Linked DNA regions of Mus musculus: all the other regions are linked to region 3. A link is a contact called in public promoter capture Hi-C data. All regions are on one chromosome and are shown on one strand. The core of a region is the stretch at or near the end of the contact, and the rest is flanking DNA. Distances in the headings are between cores, read along the strand shown.

The links. Promoter capture Hi-C pulls out the DNA fragments that hold promoters and counts their contacts.
Region 1: a contact with region 3 is called in a promoter capture Hi-C map of second pharyngeal arch cranial neural crest, with 4 times the contacts expected there. The contact joins the enhancer-like site here to the promoter of Mzt1 in region 3. A contact is called at or near these places in 4 of 39 promoter capture datasets (the 3T3-L1 cell line, the C10 cell line, hippocampal neurons and 1 more) and 1 of 115 datasets of contacts at active chromatin or transcription factors (astrocytes).
Region 2: a promoter capture Hi-C map of second pharyngeal arch cranial neural crest shows a contact between it and region 3, with 6 times the contacts expected there. The contact joins the enhancer-like site here to the promoter of Mzt1 in region 3. A contact is called at or near these places in 3 of 39 promoter capture datasets (the C10 cell line, hippocampal neurons and second pharyngeal arch cranial neural crest) and 2 of 115 datasets of contacts at active chromatin or transcription factors (astrocytes and stem cell-derived neural progenitor cells).
Region 4: a contact with region 3 is called in a promoter capture Hi-C map of second pharyngeal arch cranial neural crest. The contact joins the enhancer-like site here to the promoter of Mzt1 in region 3. A contact is called at or near these places in 7 of 39 promoter capture datasets (the C10 cell line, cranial neural crest, frontonasal cranial neural crest and 3 more), 1 of 115 datasets of contacts at active chromatin or transcription factors (astrocytes) and 1 of 9 other capture datasets (embryonic trunk).
Region 5: a contact with region 3 is called in a promoter capture Hi-C map of the HPC-7 cell line, with 7 times the contacts expected there. The contact joins the enhancer-like site here to the promoter of Mzt1 in region 3. A contact is called at or near these places in 11 of 39 promoter capture datasets (the 3T3-L1 cell line, the C10 cell line, the HPC-7 cell line and 7 more) and 8 of 115 datasets of contacts at active chromatin or transcription factors (astrocytes, embryonic forebrain, embryonic hindbrain and 4 more).

What each region holds. Positions count from the first base shown.
Region 1 is chr14:97,697,533-97,701,420 of GRCm38.p6, reverse strand. No RefSeq gene overlaps it. Among named protein-coding and RNA genes, the nearest start is that of Gm25831, 270 kb to the left of the region's middle. Within about 2 kb of position 1,805, at least 1 of the 459 cell types and tissues checked has an H3K27ac peak or open chromatin away from gene starts, as enhancers often do. A contact at or near this core is called in second pharyngeal arch cranial neural crest, where this site is marked.
Region 2 is chr14:97,395,097-97,398,802 of GRCm38.p6, reverse strand. No RefSeq gene overlaps it. Among named protein-coding and RNA genes, the nearest start is that of Gm23276, 60 kb to the right of the region's middle. Within about 2 kb of position 2,247, at least 14 of the 459 cell types and tissues checked have an H3K27ac peak or open chromatin away from gene starts, as enhancers often do. A contact at or near this core is called in second pharyngeal arch cranial neural crest, where this site is marked.
Region 3 is chr14:99,044,781-99,048,530 of GRCm38.p6, reverse strand. It overlaps Mzt1 (mitotic spindle organizing protein 1), which reads left to right and starts at 2,395. Exons shown (of 3, transcript NM_175245.4): 1 at 2,395-2,537. The coding sequence starts at 2,468. Bora (bora, aurora kinase A activator) reads right to left here and starts at 2,154. Exons shown (of 12, transcript NM_175265.5): 1 at 1,851-2,154; 2 at 1,063-1,230. The coding sequence starts at 1,215.
Region 4 is chr14:97,114,978-97,118,372 of GRCm38.p6, reverse strand. No RefSeq gene overlaps it. Among named protein-coding and RNA genes, the nearest start is that of Gm33525, 64 kb to the right of the region's middle. Within about 2 kb of position 1,987, at least 2 of the 459 cell types and tissues checked have an H3K27ac peak or open chromatin away from gene starts, as enhancers often do. A contact at or near this core is called in second pharyngeal arch cranial neural crest, where this site is marked.
Region 5 is chr14:97,557,671-97,561,437 of GRCm38.p6, reverse strand. No RefSeq gene overlaps it. Among named protein-coding and RNA genes, the nearest start is that of Gm23276, 220 kb to the right of the region's middle. Within about 2 kb of position 1,652, at least 22 of the 459 cell types and tissues checked have an H3K27ac peak or open chromatin away from gene starts, as enhancers often do. A contact at or near this core is called in the HPC-7 cell line, where this site is marked.

The DNA of each region.
Region 1 (3,888 bases), core at 556-3,055, 1.3 Mb after region 3:
AAAACCAGTGAAAGAACAAATCATTCCTCCTCCTCCTCCTCCTCCTCCTCCTCCTTCTTCTTCTTCTTCTTCTTCTTCTTCTTCCTCCTCCTCCTCCTCCTCCTCCTCCTCCTCCTTCTTCTTCTTCTTCTTCTTCTTCTTCTTCTTCTTTTTCTTTTATGGTTTTAGAGCTTTATTGTAAAAAGGCAGGGAGAAAGAGAGAAGATAGAAAGAAAGAGAGACAGGCCATGACCACATGGAGAGAAGGGGGAAGAGAGAGAGAGAGAGAGAGAGAGAGAGAGAGAGAGAGAGAGAGAGAGAGAGAGAGAGAGAGAGAGAGAGAGAGAGAGAGAGAGGAGGGCTAGAGGTGAGAGTAAGAAAGGTGAGAGCTCACAGACTTTCCTCTTTGTTTATTTTGCTATTTTTAATATATTTTTTAATTTAAAAGATCTTTAATTTATGTACATGTGGTACCCACAGAGACCTAAGAGTGTTCAGATCCTGGGGACTGGAGTTATAGAGGGTTGTGAGACCACATGTACTGTTAGGAATTGAATGCAGGTCCTCCAGAAGAGCAGCTTCTTTGCTCATCTTACCTGCTTTGCCACCTTGCCAGTTCCTGTTTTGTACATTTTTAAAACTTCCATTTCTCAAGCATTTTTTTGAATTGTGGGAAGGTATAAAGTTCTCTTAGAGCCAATCACCATAGCCATGGACATAAGCTAGTACAGAATAACTTGAAACATCGGCCTTTTGGCAATTATTTTCCTATCTGGTATTAGTAATGTTTCCTACTTTTTTTCATTTGAATGTCATTCTTTGAAGTTCGAACTTAGTCTGTTTTTATTGGAAAATGTACCATGCTATACTTGCAAGTTTTTCTCCTCCATTACAGTAGTCTACAGTAAGACTATCAGACTTTTCAGTGACGCCTCCAAACTGTACATTATTGGTCTTCAATACAGGAGTCAGTGAGATGAAGAGGCATCACAGCACCCAGGAGAGCTGTAGAGAAACTGAATATTTTTTTTTATTTGGCAATTTACTTTGGGTTATGTTTAGCACACTGATTTAGGTAGGAGATCATACACATAAATGTCATGGACTGAAAAAATTTAGCACTTTCCATGGTCAATAAACTGTATTCAATTTAACAAACTGTTTTGGGGGGTAAGGTCCACATTTTCCAGGTAGAACTAAATACCTTGACAGTAGTCATATTGCACCTAATATCAATTTTATAAAGTGTAAAAAATTGTAACATTTTAAAAATAATTTTTAAATAAGTGATCTTTCAAATTTAGTTTACGTTTCTGAATTAGGAAGGCTCTATCACAAAGCTCTTCCTTATTTTTCTAGACACATAGACACGATCCTTGCCAACAAATACAGTTATTTATTTTCATCCTACTTAAATCATCATAAAAACTACTAAAGACACATAAAAATAGTACCATTCTTTGTAGCAGAAAGGTGGGTAGGTCATATACATTTGAATGCACTTTAATCTTTGCGTATTCTACCTTGCTTAAAGCTTTTTTCTCGGCTTTATAGAAGATAAACCTTGTTTTAGTTTTTATCCATTCTATTGTTATTTTAGTCTTTTTAAATAGTCATTCTATTATTTCTATTCTTATATCACTAGAACCAGGGAATATCTATAACAGGATTTTTTTCTTTTTGCATAAGGCACTGTCTATGAGGTTGGCAACAATCACATGACATCTCTAAAGGTTATATCAGGTTGCTCTGCATATGGTTCAGTTCAGTTTCCCAAAGGCATAAATTGTGCTTAATTGGATCAGTTACTAACACAAGGAAAAGATGTTAATGTTTTGGCTTTCATACTGTTTGCAGGTTTCTGGACATAATGTTTTTCATATGACACATATGGTGATACACAATGACTCTGTCTCATGTAGCTCTGCTGGTTTTCTTAAGACTAGATCATCTCAAGTGGTTTATTTTCAGGTTCACTGCTTCTTTTATCTCCCAGCTCAAGAGTGTTTTTTTTTTCTCATCTAGTGAATTTTAATTCAATTCCCATACTTTTCCTTTTCAGACTCTATATTTGGTCTTCTGGTCACCACTCCTTATCATTGTTCTCTATTTTGTGAGTTATTCTCACTAGTGCTAAGACCTGCTTGTTCAGTACATCTGTAGTAATATAAGCTTTTAGTAAATCTGGTGTCTGGGCTTCTTCAACCTTAGGTTCTGTTTTCTGAATATGAGCCATAATTCTTTGTTACTGAAAATAAGTGTTTTCACACAATATATTCTGACTAAGGTTTCCCCTCCCCAAGGTCCTCCCTACTTTCCCCCACCCAGCCTCTCTCTTTCTCTCTCTCCTTTACTCTTTCTCTCTCTCTCTCTCTCTCTCTCTCTCTCTCTCTCTCTCTCTTTCTCTCTCTCTCTCTCTCTCTCTCTCCCTCTCGATAGAATACAAATAGTATTCTAACAACCATAGTGATAATGAAGTAAGATAAGTTAAAAAAAAAAAGACTAACACAAACACAACAAACAGAAAAACGAAAGCCAAAGAAAAAGCACAAGAAATACATACATCTGTTGTGTGTCTCAACACATATATTCTATGATTCTTCATTTATTCATATGTGTTAGTATCGCTTGAGAAACAGTCATTTAAAATAATGTAATTTCAGGGCCACAGCAGTTGAATAAACAATGGAGGGGCTCTTCCCTAAGGAAAACTATTTCTCCCACTTTCAGCAAGCACCTTTACAATCAAAGTCATGTCACCTACCCCAGTAAGACTTTTAGAAATATTTTTATGTATCTATTGAAAAGATCATACAGTTAACATTTATGTATTGTTAATATTATAAATCCAATTAATTTACTTTGAATGTTTCTTTTTGCATTTATGAAATAAGCCCATGTTATTACATATAGTATATTTTTTGTTGTTGACTCTTGTTATAGAATAGTTTCTTTAGAATTCATGTTATTTTTCTCTGATCAAGGAATTCCTTTTCCTATAGGTTTGTTTTCCTAATATCTGTGGATTTTATATATACTCAGGATTCTTAGTATGCCAAACTAAAAATATGCGAAGTTAAGAAAAAAAACCCACTTCTTTGTGCCTTTCAATTATAATAATGATTAAGAAAATTACTGACTTTTTCTCTTAATTTTAATGATATTTCAGCAACATATAGTTCCATAGCTACATGAACTTTATAATTAGACATGTGATGGGCTTCCATCCAGGAAAGCAGATAATATGCATACACAGAAGGAGGTAAGTCTAAGTGAAGGAGTTATCTGGCTTTGAGTCACATATAACATGTTCTTACTTGTATGGTTTAAGATTTGCAAAAAGCGAATTGTTTAAAAGCACTAGGATTCACCAAGGGCAGCGTAAGTTCAGTCCATTCTCTGATGCTGAGACTAAGCAAGCCAATAGGGATGGAAACCACTAATATTATCTATGTGAGTTCTGAACCACAACTGTGTTAACGTTCTAGCCACTCTTCTGGCTCGCTTCCTAAAAGGCACATGGGATTTGACATCCTCCTTATCATGTATTTTATATCAAAAGAAACATTTAAAATACAAAACACTGTTTTGTCTTTGGATTTTTTTAGTATGTTTTTGATTGTGACTTTGCAACTGGTCGATGGATATATTCCTAAGGAAAATGTTGTGCAATAAATTATATAATAAAGCCTATGAGTAGATATTGCAAGCTAATAGAATTAATTTCTTTTATCTATAAGTCCCATAAAATCAAATATACTGTGTGCATACTAAAGCCATGCAGCTTCTTAAATAAGACAATTTTTCCGAATTACTTAGTTAAAACATGTTTTTTTTCATTTCTTTGTTCTCTTTTCTAAGCATATATTTATTAACATATTGAGCTTCACTTTTTTCTAAAGCCATCCA
Region 2 (3,706 bases), core at 998-3,497, 1.6 Mb after region 3:
ACCAGCGCCATTTTCCCGGTTCGGAGTCTTCCTGAGAAGCAAGCAATAAAGCTCTTGCCGCGGAAGATTCTGGTTTGTTGCGTCTTTCTTGCCGGTCGGGACGCAATACATTAAAAAAAAAAATAAACCAAAAGATCAGGAATAGAGTTTTCAATATTTCCTTAAAGCATTGTGGGAAGGTGGGAATTTCAAAGGATTTCCTATGTACTGAAACATTCAGCTGTGTTGAGCCACAGCTGCAATCATGGTAATATGTGGGGAGCGGGTGTGGCGGCAGTCCCAAAGGCGCCAGGGACTGCAGCTAAGTCATATGACTTGCACCTGACTTCCTCATATAAGACACAAACATCTTGAGTGCTGTGCAGGTGTACCAGGATACAGGTGAATCCAATTTGGTGGAGATTTGCCCCTGCTGCCCTGATTAGCTGAAGCCTCGTGACTGGCGAGGGGGCGTGGCCTGCGGTTGGGGGGAGATATAAACAAGAAGAATCAGGACTGAATAAACTGCTGTTAGAAGGACTGGTGGTCGCGTCGTTCTTGCTGGTCGAGAGCGGGCGCGACAGTAATATACAGGAAGAAATGTCTACAAATATTCTATAGTTGCAATTTGTATATCTATGAGGCCCACAAGTTGCTTAAGAGCTTGAGGCTTTAGTTTTCTGCACTGTGGGAAGTACCAAGCTTGTCACAGCCTTCTGTAGATCAAGGAGAATACTCATGTTACTCAGCTCTGTAGAGACAGAACAATATCCAGTTGATGGTAGTCAATTTAGTGACCATTGGTTTGATTCTTTGGCTAATTATGACTGAGGTCTGAGGGAGAAAAAAAAGTTTTTAGTAAAAGCATTGCTTTTGTATTCTCAATAAATGTCCTAGCTGTGGTTTGGATATTTCTGTTTTTGAGATTATAGTATAAAACCGTCTTGTACAACATTTCTATTTTAATATTTTCTATATTGTTTCTTTAAAAAAATAAGACAAATGATAAATTGCTAGTGTGGGTCTACTACCAACACAGTACTTAGTGTTTTAAAGGCAGCATTTTTAGTTAGCAGGAGACATACTAATATTGCCTTCATTATAAAGCTGTTTAAATGGAAGACCAGAGAGTTTAGCTTAGGAATATGACTCCTGAAATTTGTAGCTGGACTTCCATCCAGACTGTCTGACTAGAGAGTGAGCTGTCTTCCACTCTGCCTCACTGTCTCCTAGGACTAGCGTGAGCTCTCAAAATTCTCATCTGAGTTAGGAATTTCTTCATAGACTAATGATGAACATGCCTGCTTTGGTTCACATTTTTAAGTTGGTTTCTTAATTGTCTCACAATTCCTTCCAGTTCTATATTAAGTATCAATTTATATATACATATATAGACTAACATAATGTCTTTTACAAGTTATTTTATCAAGTAATTTTAATGTTCTAACCCTATTACCTAATCTGAATATTCATTAACATAATTATTCACAAGCTCAAATAAATTTTCCGATTAGTTCCCAGAGTATTTTTTTGGTTTCAAGAAATGACACTTTTTTCTTTTCCTTTTTTTTTCCTGTATAGAATATAGTTTATTCAATGCACGGAATGGATGGGAGTTGAGAGGGTAGTAAAGACAAAGAAAGGGGGGGGGGAGAGAGAGAGAGAGAGAGAGTAGAGGCAGACCAGGAGCACTTGGAGAGAGAGGGGGACGCGGCAAGAGGACAGAGCAGGAGCAAGAAGGCAAGAGCAAGGGTAACAAAAGTTTTTATATTGACAAAAAACAAAGAAAAGATACAGGATTGAATTGCTTGATTTGCTTTTTGTTAGAAAAGACAAAGGATACCATCTGGACATTTCCCTTAAAGCTAGTAATAACGAACAATGTTATTTTAGGTTTCTCCTTATTGTAGATATTATTATTATTATCATTACTATTAATATTCCCTATTTTTCTTTCTCTTCCTATTTTGGGCATGAATATAGCATTTATATTTTCTAAAAACATATTTTCTTTATTCAAAAAGACTTTAAACATAATTTTAGGTTCAATTAAAATTTTGGCTTAAAGTAAAAAAAAATGTGCATTAAATTTTCTTCACATATTAAGTAAAAGCCACGTGGTGATTTACATACATGCTGCAAGGCTGTCAGAGGACCGTTTCTTGGGTTTACAACATCCTGTAGCTATTGACCTGGGCTGTGTTAAGCGGGTGACCTAGGATTGATGAGGTCCACACGTGGCTACTGGGTAATTAATCGTGGCTATGTGAACGTGTGGAGATTGTGCAGATTCTGACACTTTTCTCAGGACTGAAAGCAGTGCTCATATCCTGGCAGTGAAGACTTTGGCTTTCTTCCTAAAACTAATGATTATTATTTCCCGTTTTTCTAAATTGCTTGCTTTTACTCATTGATTTAAAAGATTTTAAACAATTTTGTCTTCCAGACATATTCATGAAAAACATATTTATGGCTACGCAATCTCAAATTTTATCTGAAAAGCAGTCGTACTAAGCTTTCCCAAATTTCTCCACATCCCAATAGAGCTAATAAGTTCTGGGGTGAATACGGCAAACTTTCTTAGCAGAGTCCATCGGTTTTGTTACACACACTGCTGATGCCTTCTTGCTGGAGTAGCTCGGCCCCTTTGTGAAGTGCTGGGTAACACTGTACTGCACAAAGTGAGGAGAACGGATTAATTGCCTTTAGAATACTAAATGAAGCCTTTTAATTTAATGAATATTTCAACAGAATCAATTCACTCTGTCTCTCTGAAGACAAAATCCCAAAGGGAGAAATTCTTTGGGGTGACCTAGAGAGCAAATTGGAACTTCTGTGAGGTTGGTTACAGCTGCTCCGTTCCCAAGTGTGCAGATTATCACTGTGGTGTTAATAGATTCCATAAGAGGACAACACAATAGGCTTCAGCACTTTAGATTTACAAATTATCCTTGAGCATTGTAGACCCTGAGGCCAGGCTAGGGGTTCTCAGAGGCTGAACTCAGTTTACACAAAGTGGGCTGCAGAAAGTACTATTAAAAGATAGGAAGAAGTAAGGGAGAGGTCTTGAGACTCAGTCTACTTTATAACTTGTCAGCTGCAAACAATGTGAACCATATCACGTTCATAACCATATATTCAAACCAACTTAATTTTGTACTTAGAGTTCTAGTCTATAAGCCAAAGGAGGAAATTTTCTTCTTCTTGCTTAAGCAAGTTTTATTAACATATTGTGTCTTATTTTCCATTTGTTTGAAAATGGAATGAAAATATTGATGGTGGAGTAGATCTCCTGCACCTTCAAGGATAACAGATAATAATTCTCTCAGTTAAATAGACTGTGAATGAATTTATCATATATTATGAATTTCATGAATTTATAAACATTAATATATATTTGAGAAAACAGATTAGTCAATTTTGTTTGTCTGATACACTTAGAATTTTTTTTCTAATTTTTATAGGAACTTTTGACACAAATCTAATGATTGTCTTAACAGAAATATTCAAATAACAAAGAACACTTTAAGATATGTAGTACAATGGAAGCTGGTAATTTATTTATGTGTATATTTATTTTAATACTATTTGCGATTATTTAACTTTGGGTGGAAGTTTAGGCAATAACTGATTCTTTTGTTCTTCATTCACATCAGGTAAAGTAAATCAGTTTATTAAATTCAAGTCAATACAGGTCTTTTAGAATATAGTGATATATTCCAATTTA
Region 3 (3,750 bases), core at 1,146-3,645:
GACCTGAGGCATCCTGAGTAGGACCTCAGGAGTGCTACTTAATGGCTTGGCTCAGCTTGCTTTCTTACAGACCCCAGGACTACCAGCCTGTCAATGGGACCATCCACAATACACTGTGCCCGCCTATACTAAGTTTTAATCAAGAAAATGTCCAACAGGTTTGGCTGAAATGCAATCTAATGGGCGCATCTTCTCAACGGAGTCTGAGACTTGAGCTTAAAGTCAAGCTGACATCAAAGCAGCCAACGCACCTTGCTTTACAGCTTTTCTAGGAAAGTGTGCTTAACAAATCAAAAGAGCCTTGCCAGTGTAGCAAAGTAAAAACAAGCAACCCTGATTTCCTGAAGAACACACTTCCTATGTTCCCTCCTTCTGGTTAATATTATTCATAGCACATGCGTTACAATTTTTTTTCTTCCGGTTTTTCGAGACAGGGTTTCTCTGTGTGGCCCTGGCTGTCCTGGAACTCACTTTTTGTAGACCAGGCTGGCCTTGAACTCAGAAATCCGCCTGCCTCTGCCTCCCGAGTGCTGGGATTAAAGGAGTGTGCCACCACACCCGGCTACGCATTACAATTTCAAAATTGCTCATTTTGCTGAGTTTTTTTTTTTTTTTTTTCCAACAGTGCAGGACTTTGCTCCCTTTTATAATAACCACAAGCTTTATTAGGGCTGAACGTTTTCAAATGGCTGGGCAAAAGGAAACAAAGGTATCACTATTTTATGACAGAAAAATAATAAGAAATTCACATTTCTGTGTCCATAATTCGTTACTAGAGCGTGGCATGTTTGTCTCCATATTGGTCTTGGCTGCTGTCTTTGGTCTGAGGTATATATGAGTAGCTCAGCTGTGACCAGCTAACTTGTAAAGCCTGTGTGCTGTTTCTGTGCTGGTGTGGGCAGTTCCTGGATGTCGACCTCCTGCATAAGAGCGCTCAGATCATGTCTGCTCAAAGAACCATTACAAGATTAGGTGCCATCTTCTTCTTGTATTTACACTTAAAATTATTTGTAGTTACTTTCACTTAAAATCACTTGTAAACACTAGGCAAGAGAAACTTACTGGTAGTTTTGTGGACTTAAAGATAGAAGGACTAGCAAGGGTTTGTTCATGGAGATTAGAATAATCACTGGGACTTTCAAAGGGATTTAAAACAGGGATCCTTCCTGGAGTTTCTGGTGTTATTTGCATTTTTAATTCGCTGACATCTCCCATAGCCCAGGAAGCAAACTAGAAAGAAATCAAAAGTACACATATTAAAATTACTGAATATCATAGATATTAATCCCGACAAAATACATTCAACATCTCACTCCAAATCGAATCCTCTTGGGGTTAAGTTTCTATGGTTTACAAAGGAGAATCAGCCCTGCACGTTTTCTCAGATGATCCGGAGCCGAGCCTTGGGAGCTGGGGAAGGTACGGCAATGCTCCTATCACTTTTTCAGAGGAAGCAACGCATGCACGGAAGTTATGCGGCATATATGAAGCAGCCAACCGGTTATGAGTGGGCTCTGGTCCAATCTGATTACACCAAAAATAAGTGCCTTTCCAACCAAACGACTTCTATTTATCGTTTTCCTTATTCATCATCTCAAGACAAAACCGTACGAACACCGTCCGGATACCCAAGTAATTCCACACAGAACTGCAATTTTTACTACTGGCACGTTAGTCCTCACTTGAACAGGGTGAGTGACAGGCTGGACCCAGGTGGGGATTTAAACTACTTTTCCTAAAGAGCACTCCCCCTCCGGGATCCAAAGGCACGCTGCATTCCTTCCAAAGAGGGTTACAGCCAGAAGGGAGATGGGGGCGGGGGTGAAGAAGAAGAAAAGAAAAGAATTTACTTTTGTAAGATCAAAGTTGAGCGGGCTCCCTCGGAAACAGCAGAGACGTCACTTCCAGCGACCATTCAGTGTCCAGGCGCCCTCTCTCTCTGCTCCCCTTCACACCTAGGCGAGCTCACAGGTACGTCTGGGGCCAGGAAACCAGAGCGGTCCACCTCGAAGCAGGAGTCCAGGCCTGGGGCCACGGAGAACGTACCTACACTCGTGGGCAACGTGGAAGTTCTAGCATCACCCTGCAGATGCCCACGCCAGGCGCCGACTCTTTAACTCCCTCCGTGCTCTCCGGCCAACCAGGGCGCGGGGCGGGGAGAGGTCACCGGCCAATCGCGTCCCACCGCCGTCCGCGAACCAGCCAATGGCGTCGAGGCGGCCGGGTGAATTCGAACGCTAACTCCTCGCTCTACGTTCCGCGCAAGGGAACGAGGCTCCAAATTCAAATCAACGCGGTCCGGCGTCGGCGCTCGGCGCTCGGCGCGAGGGGGCGTGGCCCGGGCGGCGGGGGCGTGGCCTGGGCGGTGCGAGCGCCGCCGCGCGGTGTGTGGGCGGGGCCGAGCGGCGGCGGGCGCTCCAGTTCCGGGTCAGGCCTTCTCCCACCGGGGCGGGGGCCTCTCCTCTCCATGGCGAGCGGTAGCGGCCCGGGCGCGGCGGCCTCGGCCAACCTGAACGCGGTGAGGGAGACCATGGACGGTGAGTGCGCGTCGTTCTCGTCTGACCGGGCCTGCGCTTCCCGGCGCCGAGCCCCCGGATGGAGGCGTCGTAGAGGGCCCCACGGTCCCCGCGTCGGCCTCGGCGGTATCCTGCGAGGGGACGGGGAAGGGGACCCGCCGCGACCTCGAAGCTGGCGGCCCCAGAGCTCCGGTCTTCCGCTGCGGCGGAGTTTGGCGCGCGCGGGGCGTTCCAGGCCTCGCGACCGCTGCCTGCGAGCCCATCCTGGGGCCACGCGACCCGCCAAGTGTCTGGCGCCTGCTCGTGTCTGGCGCGTGCTCGTGGCCTGGGGACCCGGGGCGAAAGGGGTCGTGGACCTTTTTGTCCACGCGGTGAGCTCAGTTCCGGGGCCCAGGCGTTTCAGTAACGGGTTATTTGTTTCCAGTGATTGAGCACCACTCCCCGTCACCATCTCCCACTCCTTAGATCGGGCGACACGGGTGACCGCGGTTGTGGGTGTGTCCGCGCCCGCTGCCTGATAGGTAGAGCGCACCCAGAGGTACAGAAATAAGTCTCAGAGTTCCCTTCTCTCTGCTATGGTTCTGCAGCTTTGTCCCTCTCGGACCCAACACTTAGAAAGTAACTATTATTCGTAAACAATAAAATAAAGTTGTAGCTCCGGGTATTTAAAATAAGACAGCCAGGTAAAGTGTGTGTCAAGTGATCGGTTTTATTTGCTTTTTCTTTTGCGTTAGCAAGCATCTTTCTTTGTCTTAATTTTACACGTTTCCATCTACGTGTGGTTCTACATGTCTGTTTTGGCAGTGGCTTTGATGGTTTCCAGAGGTTACCCCCTCAACATCTTTCTCAAAAGATAACCTTACGCTTTGCAGTGGTTTTCCCCACCTAATTGTTTGCCACATTGTTCTTTTTCTGTCTCCAGCCTGTCTTTTTTTTTTTTCTTTTTTCTTTCATCTTAGATGTTCCACGGCTTATTGTTTTGTAAAAATAAATGTATGTACACAAGGGTACCGTTGTGGTTTTTAGGTTGTGTTGTTCTGAGATAAGACTCTTGCCTGTGTAGCCTAGAGTGACCTCAAGTTCCTGAGCTTCTCTTTTTGCCTCTGGAGCGTCCATGGGGTGCTGGGTGCACCAGTGTGTGTTGTGAGTAGTGTCTGAAGAGAACTGGTTAAGTTGGTGGGCCTGCTGTGAGGGCTAAGGCTTTGCATCCCAACCTTTTGTGAGAGAACGTGTT
Region 4 (3,395 bases), core at 738-3,237, 1.9 Mb after region 3:
GTCTTTTTATTGGGGAATTGAGTCCATTGATATTAAGAGATATTAAGGAAAAGTAATTGTTGCTCCCTTTTATTTTTGTTGTTAGAGTTGGCATTCTGTTCTTGTGGCTGTCTTCTTTTTGGTTTGTTGAATGATTACTTTCTTGGTTGTTCTAGGGCGTGATTTCTGTCCTTGTATTGCTTCTTTTCTGTTATTATCCTTTGAAGGGCTGGATTCGTGGAAAGATATTGTGTGAATTTGGTTTTGTCGTGGAATACTTTGGTTTCTCCATCTATGGTAATTGAGAGTTTGGCCGGGTATAGTAGCCTGGGCTGGCATTTGTGTTCTCTTAGTGTCTGTATAACATCTGTCCAGGCTCTTCTGGCTTTCATAGTCTCTGGTGAAAAGTCTGGTGTAATTCTGATAGGCCTTCCTTTATATGTTACTTGACCTTTCTCCCTTACTGCTTTTAATATTCTATCTTTATTTAGTGCATTTGTTGTTCTGATTATTATGTGTCGGGAGGAATTTCTTTTCTGGTCCAGTCTATTTGGAGTTCTGTAGGCTTCTTGTATGATCATGGGCATCTCTTTTTTTATGTTTGGGAAGTTTTCGTCTATTATTTTGTTGAAGATATTAGCTGGCCCTTTAAGTTGAAAATCTTCATTCTCATCAATTCCTATTATCTGTAGGTTTGGTCTTCTCATTGTGTCCTGGATTACCTGGATGTTTTGAGTTAGGATCCTTTTGCATTTTGTATTTTCTTTGACTGTTGTGTCGATGTTCTCTATGGAATCTTCTGCACCTGAGATTCTCTCTTCCATTTCTTGTATTCTGTTGCTGATGCTCGCATCTATGGTTCCAGATCTCTTTCCTAGGGTTTCTATCTCCAACGTTGCCTCGCTTTGGGTTTTCTTTATTGTGTCTACTTCCCCTTTTAGTTCTAGTATGGTTTTGTTCATTGTTCAGGATGTGTTTTCCTGTTTTTCTTTAATGATTTCTACCTGTTTGGCTGTGTTTTCCTGCTTTTCTTTAAGGGCCTGTAACTCTTTAGCAGTGCTCTCCTGTAATTCTTTAAGTGACTTATGAAAGTCCTTCTTGATGTCCTCTATCATCATCATGAGAAATGTTTTTAAATCTGGGTCTAGATTTTCGGTTGTGTTGGGGTGCCCAGGACTAGGTGGGGTGGGAGTGCTGCGTTCTGATGATGGTGAGTGGTCTTGATTTCTGTTAGTAGGATTCTTACGTTTGCCTTTCGCCATCTGGTAATCTCTGAAGCTAGCTCTTTTAGTTGTCACTGTTAAGAGCTTGTTCTTCAGGTCACTCTGTTAGCCTCTATGAGCAGACCTTGTGGGTAGCACTCTCCTTAGTTTCAGTGGGCAGAGTATTCTCTGCAGGCAAGCTCTCTTCTTGCAAGGCAGGTACCCAGATATCTGGTGTTCGAACCAGACTCCTGGCAGAAGTTGTGTTCCACTCACTAGAGGTCTTAGGATCACGTGTGGAATCCTGTGTGGGCCCCTGCGGGTGTCAGGCGACTCAGCTGGCAAGGTAGCCCGGGGCTCGAGTGGAGTGGAAGGGGTTTGTGCCCCAGATCAAGCCCGGGTAGCCTGCTTCCCTATGTATCGCAGTCTCAAGTTCCGCGCGATTGGATTGGGGCAGGCGCTGTGTTCCACTCACCAGAGGTCTTAGGGTCCCGTGGGGAGTCCCGTGTGGGCCCTTGCGGGTGTTGGGCAAGACTCTGCTGGCAAGGAAGCCAGGGGCTCGAGTCGAGCGGAAGGGACTTGTGCCATGAAGAAAATTTCTAATAAAAATTAAAATAAAATAAAAAATATCTAACGAAGGCATGTCTTACAAACTATAAACTCATGGAGTAGTGTGTTATGAATAGTGAGCTATGTTGAGTAGTTATGTGAACAATTGCAACAGCCAACCTAGCAAATGCGTGAACACCTTCTTCCATAGACTGCAAAGATGTACATCTGGTGACCAGATGAGGCAATATGTGGTACGAAAAGCATTATGTATAAGTATTAAACCTTACTTTGTTATAAAGATCAGAAACAGTATAGCTGCTAAAGCCTGCTGGTAAAACCTGGCTATAAGAAAAACACAGTTAATTGTAGGAGGTAAAAATAATGCCAATAAATGAAAAGCCCACGTCCTACCATTCAGACAAGTAAAAGGTCACAAAGCTTAGATAAGATAGGCACTGTGAGTAAAAATGACAAACGACTGGTCTTCTGAGAGTAAAGTAGCATATGTCAGGCATTGATGTTAGCAAAGATAAGGAGAGAGGAAGGAAAGGTGACACTCCAGCACATATATGTGTTTCTTTATATAATAGTATATACAAATATATTTCCTATAATACAATTACATAGAATTTAAAATTTTGATAACACATTAATTATAAGGTAGCCTTTGACAATGTTTATGAAAGAAATATCAATTACTTGCTCCTATAATATATTTTTCAATTTTATACTCTCTAATCCCACTATTTAAGAAGGTAACTTTTTCTTTTTTACAGTCCAGTCATTACCCTGCTCCTAGTCTGCCCTTCCACAGTTCCTCACTCCATTAATCCTCCCCCTGTCTCCAAGAGGATCCTCCCCCTGCCAGGCCTCCTCCCTCCCTGGATCCTCAAATCTCTTCAAGGTTAGGCACATCTTCTCCCACTGAGGTCAGACCAGGCAGTTCTCTGCTGTATATATGTCAGGGGCCTTAGGCCAGCTCCTGTATGCTGCCTCATTGGTGGCTCAGTGTTTGAGAGATCTCAGGGGTCTGGTTTAGTTGAGACTGCTGGTCTTTTTATTGGGTCATCCTCCTTCTCAGCTTCTTCTAGCCTTTCCATGATTCAACCACAGGGGTCTGGACTTCAGTCCAATAGTTGGGTGTTAAGTATTTGCATCTGTTTCAGTCAGCTGCTTGCTGTGCCTCTTAGAGGACAGTCATGCTAGGCTCCAGTCTGTAAGCACACCATAGCATCAATAATAGTGTCAGGCCTTGAGATGCATCTCAAGGTGAGCTGATCACTGGACTGTCTTTCCCTCAATCTCTTCTCCATTTTTGGACCCTACAGGTATTTTTTATTTTATTTTCTTATTAGATATTTTCTTTATTTACATTTCAAGTGCTATTCCCTTTCCTGTTTTTCCTCTGAAAATCCATTATCTCATTTCCCTCTCCCTGCTCACCAGCCATGTACTCCTGCTTCGCTGTCCTGGCAGGAACATTTCTGGGTCATAGTTTTTGACTGTGAGTTAGCAATCACCCCATCCCTCCACTCCATGCCTTGTCTTTCAACTGGTAATACCTGCTCCCCACTATTGAGAATCTGAACTAAGGTCCTTCCCTTTGAGTCATGAGAGTCTCTCACCTCCCAGTCTCTGATACATTATAGAGGGTCCCCCTAC
Region 5 (3,767 bases), core at 403-2,902, 1.5 Mb after region 3:
TAATGCATTAATAACAAGAACGTAAGTACATATTTACTATATCTGCACTTCTGAGTTCATTACATGGCACTGAGATTTATCTCTTTTGCAGTAATTAAATATACTAAGCAAACCTCAGTAACTTTTCCTAACACAGACCATCACTGTTTTATTAATTTCAAATTAAATGCTCATTTCAGGTTTTTAATCTACAGCTGCCCCAAACAATTTTCTACGGGCAGAGCAAAGGTTATTGTGTGTTTAATTAAAGTTTATTTTCTTAAACTTTGGGTGCGAGATTTCTAAATATGACTCATGCTTTCTCAGAATAGCTGGTAGTAACCTTTTGATAACAATATTCATTAACATTTTTCTCTATATGTCATGTTCTTCTTCTGTGTTATCTTCATTCTCTGTTTAACTGAGTCTATAACTCTTAGGAGTTTTTGTCTTTCTGTTTGTGTCAAACCAGCAAAGATATTCCTTTCCTTCTTCATCATTAAAAGATAGAGTTATTAATAGCATCACAGAGAGACAGAGAGAGAGAGAGACAGAGAGAGAGAGAGACAGAGAGAGTCACAGAGAGAGAGAGACAGAGAGAGAGAGAGCAGAAAAGCATCCCATATGATATTTGTAAGCAAAGTGAGACCAGCTGGAAAAGCTGCGAGAGGAAGCAGCCTCTGCCAGGGTTCCAGCCTCAGGATGATTTCCCAAAGACGAAGGGAAAATACAGTCCTTGCATGTATCAGATGATTTAGAATCTTCAGTGCTTCCAGATATGATGGGGGACGTCATAAAGACAGGAGGCTGCTGTGCAGCAAGGAAAGCACATTAGCTATTAACCTTCCCCCAGCCGATCAACTTTATTTTGCAATCTTCCCTCAGAACCATTAGAATACCCTGAAGAAATAACTTTCCAATTAAAAAGGATCTCAGAGAACAAAGCCATTTTATCTCTGACTCCTGGTGTTCTTTATTCCAATAATTTAAATTGGAATTGATTTTTCAATTTAGCCGTTGACTTGCTATGGACACATAGCAGAAAAGGCCGAACAGAATTGCATGGCTGAAATATTTGTCTTTGTGATGTACTTCTCATAAATTCACAGGACTCCCCCTCCCTTGAAATGTATTTTCTTTGGCTGCCTTGCCTTAGACAACAGCTTTTTAGCACAGCATGGGCAAACTGAGAAAAACACGTCCACCATGATCTCAGAGATCTCACCCTCATTCCTTATAGATTTGTCTAATTGCTAAATCCTCTGGAAAATAAATAAAACAAGCTTATCAAATAATAGGCATTCTTGAAGCCCCACTATGTCTGCTAATTTTTCAGTAAGATTTAATTTATTTAAAAAGTAGATTCCTTTTCAATATATTTTTGATTCAAAAATATGCTTTAAAAGATATTGGATTTCTCCATAAATTCGGTAATTATTGATAGCTAAAAATATTATATTTCAATTAACACTTAATTAAATACTTCAAATGCTAAATTGCACTTTATTATTCTTTTTATGTTTGATAGTAAAGGGGCAACCAATAATTACTTCAGCATTTGGTAACAGTTCCAGCCTCTTGTCTGAAAATTTCTGACTGTTTACTCTGTGACCTTAGAAGAAATGCCACAGCCTTTGTCAGGGCCCCTTCCTGTTTCCTCACCCTGTCACTCCAGCAGGTGTCCCTACTTTCCTTTGTTTCAAAGCTCAGTCCCTCTTCTGAGATCATTACTGATGTGAATTGCAGGCTTGAAAGGAAATCCTGAGCTCATAACATTGTTTAACGTTTACTAAACATTGCATTGCTTAGTATTCAGACCCCATGAGGCTTTTGCTGTTCATTGTCTCTTAGATGATTGTCTGAAGGCATAACCTCAGAACCTGTCCTTGAAAAGTAAGTAGGAAAAAAAAAAAGAAAGAAAGAAAGAAAGAAAGAAAGAAAGAAAGAAAGAAAGAAAGAAAGAAAGAAAGAAAGAAAGAAAGAGAAAAAAATAAAAAGGAAAGAGGGGAAAAAAGAGGAAGAAAGCTCTCTTACCAAACCAAGAACAAAGGAGAACATGGAACCAACTAGAAAGTGCCTCATAGCAGGAATTTAGGACTAGGATTTTCAGGGCTAACATGGTTAACTGGCTGCAAGCATGGGGATATGAGTTGAGATGTCCAGCATCCTTTATATTGTGAGGAGGATCCTGAGCGAGCTTCTTTCGAGCCAGACAAATCATTGTAAGTGACAACTTTTCTGGAAAACTGAAGATAGCGATCAGCAGGTATAATATGCATGTATGAAACTGTCAAGGAACAATTTAATTCATACTAAAATAATAATTTAGCAAATAACTAATCATCATGAATATTTTGGATGTCTTAAAAATACACTGCCTGTTCTTTCATCCCATTGATTTGGGCTTACACTAAAATATGAATATGATCTCTAATCTTAACATTGTTGATTCGTTGCCAGTTCCTTGAGTGTTGTTTAATTTCTTATAAATGTACTTAGGCAGAAAAAGATTTTCAAAGCTAAGGTAAACCAAGTGAACAGTAGAGGGTAGCTAACTCGGACCTCTAGCCTCATGCCTGACTCTGACTTCTGACCTCCGGAGGCACACAGGCACACAGACACACACAAGCACACACTACACAAACACCACGCAAACACACACACACACACACACACACACACACACACACACACACACACACACACTATGATTTGCTACTCCACTTTTTATGCAAAACAGTGTTAGGAATCTAGTTGGTATTCAAAAATCTGCTGACTCTATGAATTATCCTGAAGTTTCCATCTGATTTTCTTCTCCGTAGCCAGTTATAAATTAATGCAGTGAAAAAAAATACTTCTAGTAAATATGATAAATGTACTTCTGTACTTACTACTGTAGCAAGTAAGTAGATATAAGCTCCAACTACACATTTCTGTTATAGAAGCCTGGCGGTTTGGCACTAGTCCTTCACTTCCAGATGTTGTATGATCTATATTTAAAAATGATTAAAATAATCTGTGTCATGTGCCATGAGAGATCATGTGGCTAGGAGAAGCATGCATTCTTTTCTAAGCAACATAGGAATTATAAGAAATGCTTTTGCAGCAGTAGCTTGTGAGACATTGAAAGAGAACTCTTGTGTGTGTTTGACACCTCTCTAATCACCAGAAAATACACTCAACAAAAATTCCTATCTTCTTGTACCCTGCAATCTTAAAAAACAAACAAACCATGTTAAAAATAAGTTAAGAGGTCAAAAAATATGCACTGGGGGCTGGAGAGATGGCTCAGCAGTTAAGAGCACTTCTAGAGGTCCTGAGTTCAATTCCCAAGGATGTGGTGACTCAAAACCATCTGTAATGGGATCTGATGCCCTCTTCTGGTGGGTCTGAGGAAAGCAACAGTGTACTCACATAAAATAAATACATAAATCTTTTTAAAAAAATGCATTGGAATGAAATGTGAGACCGCTAGCTAGAGTAGCAAATTGGTGAGGACTCAGAGCAGAAGGTGGGTGGTTAGAAGAAGGATGCTTAGAAAAATTCACTAAGAAACTAGCTGTTTACAGGGGTGGATATTGTGATGTAAGTGCTTTCCAAGAAAGAGCAGATTGTAAAAAGTTCTAGTCCAAGAGTGTGCTCAGGGGATTTGACAGCAAGTAGCCAGTGTGGTATAAATAAGCCTGGGAGACCTTAGGTTCCAAAGGGCTTTGTCGTGCACTGCAGGGACAATGGCTGTTATCCTATCAGAGAGAGACCCATTGACAGTTTCTCCTGTATCATTCCCA